Regions from separate parts of the Oryctolagus cuniculus genome. Here region 2 is linked to region 1. Evidence: chromatin contacts called from public Hi-C data. All regions are on one chromosome and are shown on one strand. Each heading gives the region's core, a stretch centred on a gene start, on an enhancer-like site or on the middle of the called end of the contact. The rest is flanking DNA. Distances are from core to core; before and after follow the strand shown.

Region 1 (7,108 bases), core at 3,232-5,731:
TCTTCCATCCGTTGGTTCACTCCCCAAATGGCTGCAAAGGCTGGAGCTGGGCCAACTTGAATCCAGGAGCCAGGAGCTTCTTCTGGGTCTCCCACATGGATGCAGGGGTCCAAGGACTTAGGCCATTTTCCACTGCTTTCACAAGCCATAGCAGAGAGCTGGATTGGAAGAGGAGCAGCCGAGACACGAACCGAGACAGCCTAGAAAACTGTGAGCTAAACAAGCTTCTTGGAAAGTTAGCCTGCCTCAGGTATTTTGTTATAAAAGTGGCCAAATACAGCCAGCATGCATATCCGGTAGTCTTAGATAATGAGTGTTACCTCTGAACTGAACCAAACATCCACTGTCTTATTTCTCTTTGTTTTCCAATGCATAGTTCTAGGGGAAGCAGCACATTCGTATAATACTTGCCTGTGGTTGAACATGGCAATCTTGTAAAATTAAATAATATTACTATAAAAAACGTAGATATATAGTTATAGCAAAGTGAAACACAATACTGATTCTTTCCATTGGCAACTAGGTGCACACTGAATGTTAGAATCGCTAATATGTTTGTTTTATTGAAAAATTAATAAGGTATAATTAAATCATCAAATATTAAAATGTTAACCTTTTAAAAATAACTTTTGTTTAATGTTGATATCCATAGTCATAATTTACATTTTGCATCTTAATTCCAAGAGGTAATTTAGAATCATTTGGAAGAAATCACTCAACTATAGGAAATATTTTTAGTTTTCTGGATTAAAAAAATTAATTAACATTTTGATGAATGCATACACTCAAAATAATGTGTGATTTGAATACAGAATTAATCCTTTAGATCAGTATTGTCAAATCGAACTTTCTATGGTGATGAACATGTCCTGTATCTGTGCTTTCCAATACAGCAGCCTCTAGTCACCTGTGGCTACAAGCACTAGAAAAGTGCTGAAACCAGAGGCTGACCCCCTAAAAGTCCCACCTGTGATATTAGAATATGGGGTGCCATACGATATCATCATGTGTTTATTAATAAATTCCCAATATTAGTAATCTGTAATCTGTATAGATGCTTGCCTAATATTCGGAGAACAATTCTAAATACCGGCATAAATAAACGAGGCATCGTGATACGTTTTAAGTTTTTATGTAGTGAGAGAAATGCATAGGAGAGTGAGGGCCCTATCTAAAAGAGAGATAAATCTGGATTCATACTGAGCACTAGGAGTCAGCCATGTGGAGGAGCATGTAGGCCAGGAAGCATGAGGCGGGTGGCCAAAGGCCACACGCCCTGGAGGCGCAGGGCAGCATGGCCCGCAATGGCAAAAGGTCAAAAAGCCAAAAGAAGAGAACCCACTGTGTCCCAGGCTTTTAATTCACTTCCAAAGTGGAGTGGTTAATTAACCTGATTGGCCAGTGGACACACAGGTGTGGCTAGATAGGGGCATGAGGTCACGTGGTAAAGGCGTGGTCTTCCAGCTCACAAACCTGATCAATTTTATCCTGTATGCTTGACTACATCAGTGCCACTGAGGGGCGAAACTGAACTAGGAGCTGGGTGCTGCTGTGTATGAGGGCATTTCAAAAACTTCCCAGGAAAATGGAATCAAGAGACAAGTTTATTTGGGCGCAAAACAAATTGAAGTATCCTATGCAAAGTTTTCAAAATACATATACATTTTTCATGATTTTTTGAAGATCCCTTTGCATGAATTTCACATTTTTTTTGGCACCATTGTTTCCATTTTTTTACACAAACTTTTTGAATTACCCTTTTATGGTAGCTTGCTAGCTTGATGAATAACTTTGAATTATTTAGACACGCAGTCTCCATTGGTACTCTGTTCTCAAGCCTACCAATGTTAGGGGCTGGCCTGACAGCACCCCTCTGATCAGCCACTCTGCAGGTGACACTGCTGTCCCCAGAGAACCAGGAGTGATGTGTGCTTAGACTGAAATGAGAAATCTTCACTGCTGAGCAAACAGGGCAAGGCCAGTGTCCCACTGGGAGGATTCCTACAACCTTTCTTCCTTAGACAAATTTGAATCCCGTCATGTTCTGCAGAGGCCTTCCAGTGGGGCTCAAAGGCAGCTTGGCTGTTACCTTCAAGAGGGAGTAAACAAACAGAAGTTGTTAGGAATTGTGAGGGAAGGGGCCTCTGGCCAACCCCCCTACACCCTTTGAAATGCAATGGCAGCTAGCTGATAAGGGTAGAGGCAAATTAGCATCCTAAAATTCACAGTAAGGTTACCAGTGTAGTCCACTGGCCTAAGCAATTAGAGCCCTAAGCAGAGCATTCCCTCCCCGCAGCAGGTGCAGGGCCCACCCCAGCCACCTTCCTCAGCTGCCCACCCCTGGATGTTCCCACCCTGAGGCTGCTCCACATTTGCCTCCTGTGAGCTTCTCAGGGAATTGAGGGAATTGAACCTGGTTGCCCACAGTGGTAACCTGCTCATGAATACACCCTCTCTTGACTCACATTCTCACTCTGCTTACAGTGCTTTCTGGGATTACTTCTCTAACTAAAAGCCACTTGTATTTCTATCCTAAACCCAAGGTCTGTTCCTGGATGACCCGACGGAAGACAACCTCCTGCACTGAGCACAGAACCTAGTGTGTAGTGTAGCCTGAATAGATCGCAGCTGGTAGAAGGAACACATTTTAGGAAGGAAATCCTAGCCTCGTGTTAACTTCTTCACCTAAGTTAAAGAAGTTACTCAGAGGTAGAGGGACTGAATTGTCTTTGGCCTCCTTATTTTGGTCCTCATCCTCCCACCAGCATGAAACTCCACTGGAACATCCACATTTTTTTTTTTTTTTAAGAGCTCCAGTATAGCGCATGATCTCATGAAAATGGGAAGCCCAGGTAGCAGAGTGGCCGATTCTCTCTTGTTGATCTCTTTGAGGTAGGAGGCTCCCCTGGCTGAGACTTCAGATTTTCACTTTTGCAATTAAAGGCTCAACAAGTATACATTTGCGAGGAGAGGCAGCATGATGATGGAAGATCATATCAAGAAGCAAATGATTAATACAGACTTTTAAGCTCGAGGTCAGATAAGGATCCAGTAAGTGGAATTCCTGAAGAAGAGGAGTATTGCTTGCAATACCACGGGCCACAGACCTTGAGTCCCCAGATGGGCTCCTGGGTGGGGGTGACAGGTCTGCTCGTCCTGGGGCCCTGCAGGGGACTGGGTCAAGATGAGCTCGGGGACTACCGGCTTCTCAGGTATCTACAAGCACTGGGCAGCAGCGGTGGGCTGGGCAGGGGGCTCTCTCCTACGGGAGAGCTGCGGGAACCCTGTTGTCGAGGCCCTGTCTCCTCGCCAGTTTCACCGCCAGAACACCGTGAGAGGCAGTTACTCCGGTTTCTTCTCATCCATCTCCCCCAAGTCTTCCGTGGCACGCAGTAAGCTAGGCCAGGAGCCTAAGGCTGTCTGGTGCGTATTCCGAAGTGAGATTGGGGGGGGGGGGGCATTTGAAAAACCGTTACACTTAAAATGTAAAATTTTATTGAAGCGCTGAAAACTATTTCATTCATTCACTCAAAGTGTTACCGCAGATCCAGATGTCAAATCAAGATACTTGCAGAGTATTTGATCCACTCCTACCTCTCTTCTTTCCCAGTCCCCCAAGCACGCTGCACCAGATAACGGCGATCCTGGGACAAGTCCAAACCCCTCGCTCCTGTGCCACCGCCGCTTTCCGAGCGCTGCTCGCCGAGGCACCATGAGCGGCAGAAGCGCGCCGGGCGTCCCGGTTGCAGGGGCTCGGGAACTGCCGCCGGTCTATCCCGCGGGGCCGGCCGCGCGCAGGCTGGCTGGCGCTCGCGGTTCCCGCTCCTTCTCCCGGCGCCCGCCAACTTCGCTCCGCCCGCGCAGCGCCGAGAAGCCCCGCAGCCCTTCGGAGCCTCAGCATTCGCCTGGCCCGCCTCTCCCGCAGCCGCGGGAGTGGAGGAAGCACGGCCCGGCGAGTCCGGGTGCAGCCGGCCGTGTTCCGTGACAGCGCTCCGGCGCCAGGCGGCGGAGACCGGGCCGCCTGGCCGCGCCCCAGGGGCTGCAGGCCGCTGGGCCCGCCCCGCCGCCCGCTCTAACTACTGGCGGCTCGTGACCCGGGACAAACTTCTGACGGAGGCGCAGCCCCTCTTCCACAGCCACCCTCGCCAAAGCCAGTCACTCAAAGAGAAGACGCGGCTGTGGCGCGGACGGGCAGAGGGTGGCAACCGTGCGGCCGCTCCTTCTCGCGCGGGTCACGCCCGCGGCGGTGGCGGTGGCCGCGGGGCCGCCCCTCCCCAAGCTCCCGGAGGTGCCAAGGCAGCTCTTGCCGGGGCGCAGGCCGGCGAGGGCGCGCGAGCTCACGCCCTCTAGCGGGCCGCGGCGGCGCCGGGTGGCCGTGACGTGGGCGCTCCCTTCAGCCGGCCTGCGGGGCGCCGCCAGTCAGTCGGGGAGCAAGAGCCCCGCGCGCAGCCGGCGCGGGCTCGGCCATTGGCGCGCCGCCGCCTGGGGCTGGGCTCGCGGCTGCCTGAGCAGAGGCGGCGGGCAGGACGCGCGCGGCCACGGCCACGGCCACGCCACGGCCGGCGCCGGCGGCTCGGGTCCCGAGCAGGGGAAGAAGAGAGGCGGCGGGTGTAGTCGCCGGAACCGAGAGAGGATTTTGGCTCCGCGGGCGCGCCCTCCGCTGCCTCTCGCAGCGGCGCCAGGCGCCCAGTGGGGCCAGCGGCAGGGGAGGAGGACCCGGGACCTCCTGTCCCCGCAGCCCGGGAGCGGCCGGAGTTCGGACTTGTGCAACTGTTGGCACTTTGCGGGGCTGGCTCTGTGTCTGGCTGTTTCCCCTTCTCTCTTCGCTGCCGTGGAGCCAAAGCTGCCGTCTCCCTTCCGCCGCCGGGGAGCGGCCCGGCGCGCACTCAGCACCATGAGACTTGGGACTTGCCTGGCGACTTTGGCCGGACTTTTGCTAACTGCAGCGGGGGACACGTTTTCAGGTAAGCGGGGACGCCTCTGCTGCGCCTGGAGCGCCCAGGCGGGAACCGACGCCGGGGACGCCTGCAGTTCCCGAGCGGCAGAGCCGAGGCGGGCATCGGGGAACAGGCAGGGGGCACAGCGAGCAGGGCGCTGCGCCTGCCCGGTAGCCGGGCGCTGGGCGAGTGGCCGGAGAGGAGGGCGGGCGCCAAGCACTCGGGCAGGAGGAGCAGACGAGCCCCGAGTCGGGATCCAAGCTCGGCCGGGTCCCTCCGCGGCCTGGGCTCGGGCTTGAGGTTGGGCAGCTGCCACTCCAATTCCCGGGCCGGCTCCGAAAGGAACAGGCAAAAAACTTTGCGTGAAGTTCCCAGCCGCAGCCGCCGGACGTGGGCGCTGCACGGTCCCCCGCGACCCCAAGTAGCGGCCCGACTGGGGCCGCCGTGCCCAGCTGCGCCCGCGGCGATCGCCCAGAGCTGGCGGCAGCGCAGCCAGCGGCTGTCTCCCAGTGCCCTGCCCTCCCTGTCGCCCCTCCGTACTGCGCGGCTGGAGACCTCGGCAGGTCCCCGGCGCCCTGCGCTGCCTCCGCAGAGTGCAGACGGGGCGTTTCTCGCCGGTCCCCGCGGTAGCACCGGGTAGCCACGGAGGAAGCAGCCGGCCGCCAGGCCCCTGCGCCCGGCCAGGCCCCTCTCCCCGCCCCCGGCCCCCTAGCGGAGCGCCAAGGCCAGTGGCACTTGTTGACCCAGTCCAGCGGCCCGGGGCCCTAGCTGGGAAGGTGTGGACTGGCGGTGCGCGCGTAAGCCTGCGTGCGCCGACTGGTGCTCCCGGGGCGCTGCGGGCCGCGGGTGGAGAGCACCTGTGCACCGGGTCCCGGCTGGTGTCGCGGGGTTTACCTCCGGGATCGCCTTCAGCACCCGTGGGGTGGGGGAGTGGGGGAACACACGTGGGTGGATGGCGAGCGCTGGCAGCGGTCGCACGCTTTCTTGTTTATCAGGTTAATTAAAGTATTTACAGTGAAGGCGGTGGACTAAGTTTTTAATAAAACAAAGAAAATCTCCGCTTGGCCGGAAGCTTGGGTTGCAACACAGGCTTCTGTGTTGATTCGAGAGGCATAAGTTGGGCTCTTTAAAAGAAAGCAGATTGGCGAAGAAGACTTTCGTTAACCTAAAGAGCATATTTCACACGTTAGAGACGTTTGGCCCTCTGACGCATGGAAATAAAAATTCTTACTTTCCTGGAGCCGAGGATTGTTGGCTGTACACAGAGGCGGGGTTGGGGGGGTGCTCCACGGAGCCTTGCTGAGCTGCGGGACCCTTGACCATAGTTGGCCGCAGGGAGGAGATGGAAATTGAAGTTAGCGATTGCTCTGGGGTTTGAAACCCAAACCGTCAACTTCAATAGATACCCTGTCCCCAAGTTTCCTGTTTGCTGAACTGTCTTGTATCTGCACGTGCTCAGAGCATTTAGCGTGAGGATGCACTGCTGACTGCTATAAAAATTGATGCAGCTTTTGGTCTGCGTGCTTACTAGTGAATAATGGAGTAGCCAGCGTTCGCCAGTTTGGGAGCCTTGTAACTTATTAGTATGAGAAGTCGAGTATTGGGGCCTTCGTGATGGGTTTCGCTTTAATCAGCTCCATGACTCCCTGCTTGAGATTTGTTTAAACTACGGCAGACATTGTTGTGACGGGTTTTAAAATTGTGTGCAAGGAGGCAGAAACAAATATTTACGTAGTTTATTTAAACTAGGGGTCCCTCATTACCGAAAAGGATTTCAGCCTGGGTAGTACCGGCTCATGCTCTTCTTGTTAAGGCTGATTGAAGTGATCTAGAAGAAGACTAAAATACGTGTTTGCTAAAATTCAGCATACTTTTTTCTTTCGGAAGGAATCTATTTGTTTGAGTTACCATACCATTCGCTGAAGAAGTGTGTTTTCTTTTCTGTTGGAGAGCCAGAGTTGCCCTGGTGTGTTAGTGGGTAAAGGGGAAATGGAGGGCCGTATCCAAGCGATTGCTTAGAAATGTTGAAATTCTAAAAATTTAAAGTTGCAAATTTCATGTGTGCAAGGATTGGATATTTTGCAGTTTGTTGTGTTTACTTTTTTTCCACTTTGCATTTTAGGCAGTACAAGTATGAAGCATTTAATGTTTTATAGTGGTAGTTTTTTTTT
Region 2 (7,108 bases), core at 1,417-3,916, 44 kb after region 1:
TTCAGATGAGTCTGAAGTAGGCCCTGTAGGGGATGCATGGAGAAATTTGCAAGTGGTGCTTGTTTCAGGAATGTTCAGTGCTGGTGCTGATGCCAAAGCTATGACTATGGGAGGAAAGCATGTATCAGGAAGAGAAAAGCAAGCAGATTTTAGAGTCAATTTTGCTGTTATCATCCTGTGAAATGCACAGTGGTGCCTGAAAGACGTCCAGAGGTGCCCTGGTGCACCTGGTGTCACTGTCACCTCTGTCCGTGGAAATGCGGGATGAGCACAGAAGCCAGCGTTGCTTCAGCCAGTGGGGACATGGCTGGTTCTTCTCATTTGGTTTTGTATGCAATGATAAAACAGTTCTGATACTCATATTTTTCAGTAGTCAGACACAGTAATTTTCAATTTACATCACATTAAACCTGTCATAGTCCCCCCAAATAGAGTTTAGGCTTTTCTCTTTTGGTGGTGACACTTTGGTACCATTCGAAGAGTGAAAAAAACTTCCCAAGTTACATGGCTGAATTTTTAATGTGAGCAACCAAGTCGGTGTTACACACTAGAATATTAATAAATAGCCAGGCGCAGGAGGGCAGTGCTGTTGTAAAGTTGCAGTGATAAAGTCTTAGAAATTAGCTGTGTTTACCACTCTATCATTTCTTACTTTAGAAATCATCAATAACATCCCCCTTCCTCCACTCTTTGGTAACATGCTTCATGTCAATGGGTTTTAGGAAAGAAAAGACATTCTTGGTCATAGCACGCAGACATTGTTTTCCCTGTAGATATACAAGGAAGGCAAGGCACATAACAACTTGACTTTTCAACTCAGTTATTTTAAGGATTAATCCCTTGGTTGCTCTGCAGAGTTTCAGTTGTATGGAGTGGGTTGACATGACGCACGTACACCTTGCTCATGCCGTTGCTGTCCTGGATAATTTCCATTTTGTTGAGGGCCTGAACTGCAGGCTCTTACTGCAGCCTGAAGTTTGTAGTAATGGCTGGGGTGGAGTCTCTAGTGTTGCCAGCCTGGCCCTAGTGGTCCAGTTCTTCAAGGCAACATCCCTTTTGCCTTCTTGGGTACAGACTGAGAGTTGGTATAGGAGGGTCCTGGCTCTCATCCTGAGATAAGGCTTTACAGACCAAATGGCACCAGTTTGGAACCGGTGTGGTGTTTTTGGAAGTGAGCATGAGCATGGTGTGAGAATTAGGAAGGCAGGAAGCTCTGTGAATACCCTTCTAAGTAGCTGTTCCGTCCATCTGCACTCTGCCCTGGGCAGAGTAGAGGAGAGGAAGGTGCCTGAATCATTCCTGCCACTGAAGTTGGGGCTGGCAGCTCTGTAAGAGGGTGCTTAAGAAAGTTTGTGGAAAAGGGAATTGGAAGATAAGTTTATTTTAGTGCAAAAAATTTTGAAATCCAATATGGTTTTTTATTGCATGCATTTCCATGAACTTTTGAAAGAGCCCTCCTACCTGCTGTCCACCCTCCTTCTGGATAGAATACAGACCATGTTGAAAATCCTGGGGGATCTTGTGGCCTGCGCTGGGTGTTTGGGGGCAGTCTCTTCGAGCTAATGGTTGAAAGCTGGAGAATCAAGAGATTGCCACTCCTAGATCCCTGAACACCAGTGAGTTGAGGGACCCTTTGGATCTGCACAGTTCCAGAAAGAGGAGATGTCTGTCTCACTGGGGTTGCTCCTGGGGCCGCTGCTCTGGGAGAAGAAACTTTCATTCAGTACTGTGTGTGTGCCAGGCCCTTGGGCACTGTTGCAGATGTTACTTCATTAAACATTCACACTTGCTCTGAAAGGGAGATACCCTTTATCACCCTTTTAACAGTGCAGAAACTGAGATTTGGAGCTGCACGGAATGGAATGGAATGGAGGCATTTGCAAAGGATTTACTACAGGAAGTCTCCCTGCAGCCACTTGATGTTTCCTTTCTGTGCTCATAGCGTGTGGACAACACTGTTCATGAAGTCGGGGAGGGGAGGATCATTGATGTGCTCAGCGGTGCTTTGTGTGTCTCCTCTGTGTGTGTGTGTGGAGGGGCAACTTTGTCCCAGTGTACACCAGAGCTTGTAGTCAGGAGCCAGATCTCTGGCTTTGAATCCTTTAAAAAATTACTTTTTTAAAGAATTACTTATCTATTTGAAAGGAAGAGCAAAAGAGAGAGAGGGAGACACATAGAGAAAGAGATCTTCAGTCCTCTGGCTCACTCTCCAGATGGCTGCAGAAACCTGGTCTGGGCTAGGACAAAGCCATGAGCCAGGAACTCCATCCAAATCTCCCACATGAATGGCAGGGGCCCTAAAGCTGGGACCATCCTCTCTGCTGGCTTGCCAGGTGCATTAGCCTGGAAGCTAGATTGGAAGTGGAACAACCAGAACTCAAACCAGCGCTCTACTATGGGATGCTGGGGTCCCAAGTGGCAGCTTAACCTGCTGTGACACAATGCTGGCCCCTAGCTTCAAATCTTGATTGCATGACTTTTGATATGATCTTGGATAAATTTCTTAACCTCTCTGTGCCTCACAAATAGTGATATTTGTGAAATACCAGCAATTCAATACAATTCTGATCCATGACTTTCAAAGGAAGGGTTCTCTGTGCCAGCTTGGTCTGGAAGAGGACAGTGCTGGGGCCTTGTCTGTGACATACTCTGGGTTGTTCAGTTTCATGTTGCGGCTGCCTGCTGGGTGTTAAGATGTCAGGTTTCCTAAAATAAGAACCCTGGAGGCTGTAGGTAAGTGTGCTCTGCCTTCCACAGAGCCCTAATCATCCTCTCCACATGTATCAAAGCCCCCACACTGCACATGATTACTTTCAGTCCCACTGTCTGATATTTGATCCCCAGTGATGTGGAGTTAGGGGCTGGGGAAGCAGCTCAGGGATAGGGTATTGTGGTCCAGCCTTACCAGCTGCCTGTGTGATGGCCTTTTAGGGGCATAGGATCCTCCTGCTCTCTCCCACCTGTTGCAGTAGTGAGTGAAAACTTAAATCCACATATGGTTTTTTATTGCGTGCATTTCCATGAACTTTTGAAAGAGCCCTCCTACCTGCCCTACCTCCAGTCTGTAGTTAGAGAAGACACTGGAAAGGCAAGGGCTCCTTGGAGTAGCGTCACGTTGACTGATCAATCAAAGGAACATGCAACCTGTTTTTCCTCAAGTTCTTTTTTAGAGACCACAGGTTGGAAATACTATGAGAATATTGAGATGCTGGGGAAAGGAGGGTGTGGGTAGTCTGGGGGGGGGGTACAAAGGATAATGTTTCCTGGTTGAAATTCTGTGTTGGGCAAGTATGCCTTTGCACACTCCTGATACTACAATGATTTAAAGTGAGCTTGTCCTGGCCAGGGAAGGCTTTGACTAACGTTTTACATCCCATTCTTAGGAATAATTCTCCAAGTTCCAAGGGAAAGATAGTCCTGCTACTGCGTGAGATTGTATTAAGAAATTACCGTATTAATTATCTGATTGTTTTTCCCTTGAAGTTCTACATTAATCTCTGGAATTCATGTCAATGAGCTTCTGAAGAGTCTCTGAAATGAGACTGGGAAGCACCTGGCTCTCTTTCAGCCCCGAGAAGTTGAGCGCAGTTGCTGTGTGGGTGTCTGTAGGGTACAGATTTCTTTTGGATTGTCATTTAACCCCTTGATCCTAGGGATAGAGGAGTGATTTTTTTTCCCCATGAGGAGGCTGTTTCCATTATTGGGTCTTCCATTCTTGAGCCATGCTGACTGGGGCTGAGCTGGAGCAACCCCGTTAACCTGTCCTCATGTGTCTTGAAGGGAGGTGAAGAACTGAAGTCACAGGAGGACTGTCTGCTCCCAAATAGCCTAGAGAACTTTAGAAGAATTCTCTGGGGCACAGGGGCTGAGCAAAGAGTAGCCTCTCCCAGTTAGATGCACGAACCAGAAACATCTGGAAAACTGCAAGTGTAGATCAGTCCCTGAGCTCCCCATGAGGTCAGATCATCAGAGAGGCCAGAGAGAGGCAGATGTCAGGGGTAGCAGTGTGGGATGGCCTTCATAATTCTCCTTGTCTTCCCCAGAGTATGTGTATGCTATTATTAAATGATTACGCATACTTGTTCAGTTCTTCCTAGTGTATACTTTCTAGCTAATGTCACTGAAAGCTAAAAATACTTCTGTGGTCCTTAATGAACGTGCCTGAGGTTTTTCTGCCCAGCCCTCTTTCTTTCTTCTGAGATCTTGATCTTCTAGCACCATGGTGAATCTTGCCTTCATGTTCGTTCTGTGCGCTGGTGGGTCTAAGTGAGGAGATGGAGTTCTCAGTTCAGTTACCAGCCATGGGTTTCGCAGGGATGGTAGCATGGCTGGTCTTTTCTGCAGAGCGTATTTGTGGGGAGCAGCCCTGGGTGATTGCTTACACCTGCTGCCGCTGGCTGCCTGGTATCTTGGGGTGTCATGTCTTCTTTCAGAGAATCCTGGATTCTTGTCCATAGAATGTGGGCATGGGATAGCAGTGGATTACAGAAACTGTTCCTTCCTTTTTTTTTTTTTTAAGGGAAGCTCTATTCTCAAGCAATTTTATATGGAAATTTGCTTGAGGAAACGTATGTACGTGAAACTGACAACCATTCCACCTAATCCCCTCCTCACTGCTGATGGTGCTCCTCCACCACCTCACCAAACAACACCTTCAGCGGTAGAAAAAGCACAATTTCTGATCTGCTGGAATTAGAGGGTCCCTGAACCCTGCCAGCTCTTAGATTTGTGGTTACTGCTCTGACATGGTCATTAGCCTTAAGCTAGGAAGAATACAAGGGAACAACAAACAGTTCATGGAGAAAGGAATTAAAAGGTAAATTTATTTTGCTACAAAAGTTTTGAAATCCATGCATATGAGGGCTCTTTGCTAAGTTTATGGAAAATGCATATCATAAAAAAGCTGCATGGATTCTAACATTTCTTTGCATCAAAATAAATTTTGCCTTTTAATTCCACTTTTCCAGGAGCTTGTTGAAATGCCCTTATACTTCCACAGAGGTGAAAAGGTAGTTCCAGTGGGTATGCAATTGTTTAGGGAGACCTGGCCTCACCAAATGGCAAGAATTTTGCTAATGAAGGCTACTAAGGAGGGATGCTTTGCCTGTTGTGAAAAGGTATCACTGCAATTTTGTTTCCCTGGGGAGGATCTAGGCAAATTACCTATTACACTATTACACTGGTATTGGAAGTCGGGAGGCGTTTTTTATAATAGTGGTAATTATATTTATTACAAACATCAACATAGGGACCTGTCCCATAGAGGAGGATAGGATAAACATAAGACAGATGCTATCAGGAGTTTTGACAACCTGATGAGGGAAGTGGTCATTTTAGGGAGGGTATTATAGAGACTCCAGGAACCAGAAAACCTCCTATGCTAACCTTGATGAGAGCAAACTGACAGGAACAGCTTCTTTGAGAAATTGCTGGGTTTTGCACAGGAGTTATGAATGAGGTTTTACAACTAAACTTTCTAGGATTATTCTCAGTCAATGCAGCTTTATGTAATTTTTAACCATTTTAATCTGGGATTCTTTTTATTTATTTATTTATTTAAGAAATTTTTTTTTTTTTGACAGGCAGAGTTAGACAGTGAGAGAGGGAAACAGAGAAAGGTCTTCCTTCCATTGGTTCACTTCCCTAATGGCCACTACGGCTGGCGCGCTGCGCCGATCCGAATCCAGGAGCCAGGTGCCTCCTCCTGATCTCCCATGCGGGTGCAGGGCCCAAGCACTTGGGCCATCCTCCACTGCCTTCCCGGGCCACAGCAGAGAGCTGGACTGGAAGGGGAGCAACTAGGACAGAACCGGCACCCCAACCGGGACAAGAACCTGGGTGCTGCCGCCGCAGGCAGAGGATTAGCCTAGTGAGCCACAGCGCTGGCCAACCTTTGATTATTTTTTGTCTCAGTCACTTTTGTTTCATACAGTAGGATACTGCTGACAGTTGTTGACCTATTTACCTTGTATCTGTAAAGATACTGAAAATATTCTGAGAGCAGAGATCATGTTCTCAGGCAGGTATTAATCAGTAAATAAATGGTTGATTCCAGTGCAATAAATAGGTGACCCTGTTTGATTAATTGCCTGGAATCAACAGATAAATATTGTTAGCTCCAATCAGTCTAACTCATTTTTTTAAGTTGAATCAGGTAGATAAATTGTCATGTTGCTTAGATGGAAAGCACCCTGTTGAATGGCAATCTGACTTTTCCCTGGCAACATATAAAGCTTTATTTGGGATGCAAGATAGTTATTGGGAAAAAGAAGATGATTTGTTAATGATTTAGTAGGAGATTTTCAGTCTGGTTCATTTAGGCAATGGGGCTTGTGGGTGGTGAATATATCCTAGATAGGAAAATGCCTCCATCCTTCCTAGCATGGGTAAGAAGCAGAACCAGACCATGTGTGTTAAATAGAATCCAAGTCAGCCTACCAGTTGTACAAATGCTGTAAGTGTTATTGTGGAAATCTGTGTATACTGCCAGCTCAGCACAGACACAAAGGCCAAACTATTACTATTACCATGGTAATAAAGCACACACAGGGCGATGTGCCTGTGGTGTGTGGAATATGGAAGGCAGTAGTCAGAGCACTTCTGCAGTACCCGCTTCAGAAACAGGAAAAGATGCTGCAAGTTTTGTGTGATCAGAGATCATTTAGAAGCTAAGGAACTTAGGGAATATTGAAGAATCCAGGAGTGTTTGTGTTGGAGGTAATTAGAGGCTCTTAGAAGCTTAGATGTAGGGAGTGAGTGATAGTGAGCGTGAGAAGAGCTGCTTGCAATGTTCTCTTTAGAGAAAATCGGATCACCTATTGGCAACCGATTCAATTAATCATCAGCCCCAACCAAATCATCTGGATGGATTTTCTTGCCTTTTCCTGGCTAATTTGAAACACTAGTCCAGTATACCTCTCAGTTTTCATTAAGAAATTGCCAGCTGCTGTTGACAAGCAAATAATGAGTTTGACACGAGATCAATGTGCCATCTGACTTTAGCACTGATATGGCTTCTTAAAGCGTGAGCTTAAGGAATTGTTTTTAAATCCAAGGAACTTATAAATAAACTTTTTTTCTGACTGTTTTTACAAATTGCATCAGATTT

Evidence for each region. A called contact is a pair of places that touch in the nucleus more often than the background predicts.
Region 2: a contact with region 1 is called in a Hi-C map of psoas muscle, with 1.6 times the contacts expected there. The contact joins the enhancer-like site here to the promoter of PTPRM in region 1. A contact is called at or near these places in 2 of 6 Hi-C or Micro-C datasets (psoas muscle and skin fibroblasts).

Annotation. Positions count from the first base shown.
Region 1 is chr10:64,692,777-64,699,884 of mOryCun1.1, forward strand. PTPRM (protein tyrosine phosphatase receptor type M) reads left to right here and starts at 4,482. Exons shown (of 32, transcript XM_051852140.2): 1 at 4,482-4,964. The coding sequence starts at 4,895.
Region 2 is chr10:64,738,900-64,746,007 of mOryCun1.1, forward strand. The region is part of intron 1 of PTPRM (protein tyrosine phosphatase receptor type M); the gene reads left to right. Among named protein-coding and RNA genes, the nearest start is that of PTPRM, 45 kb to the left of the region's middle. Within about 2 kb of position 2,667, at least 1 of the 8 cell types and tissues checked has an H3K27ac peak or open chromatin away from gene starts, as enhancers often do.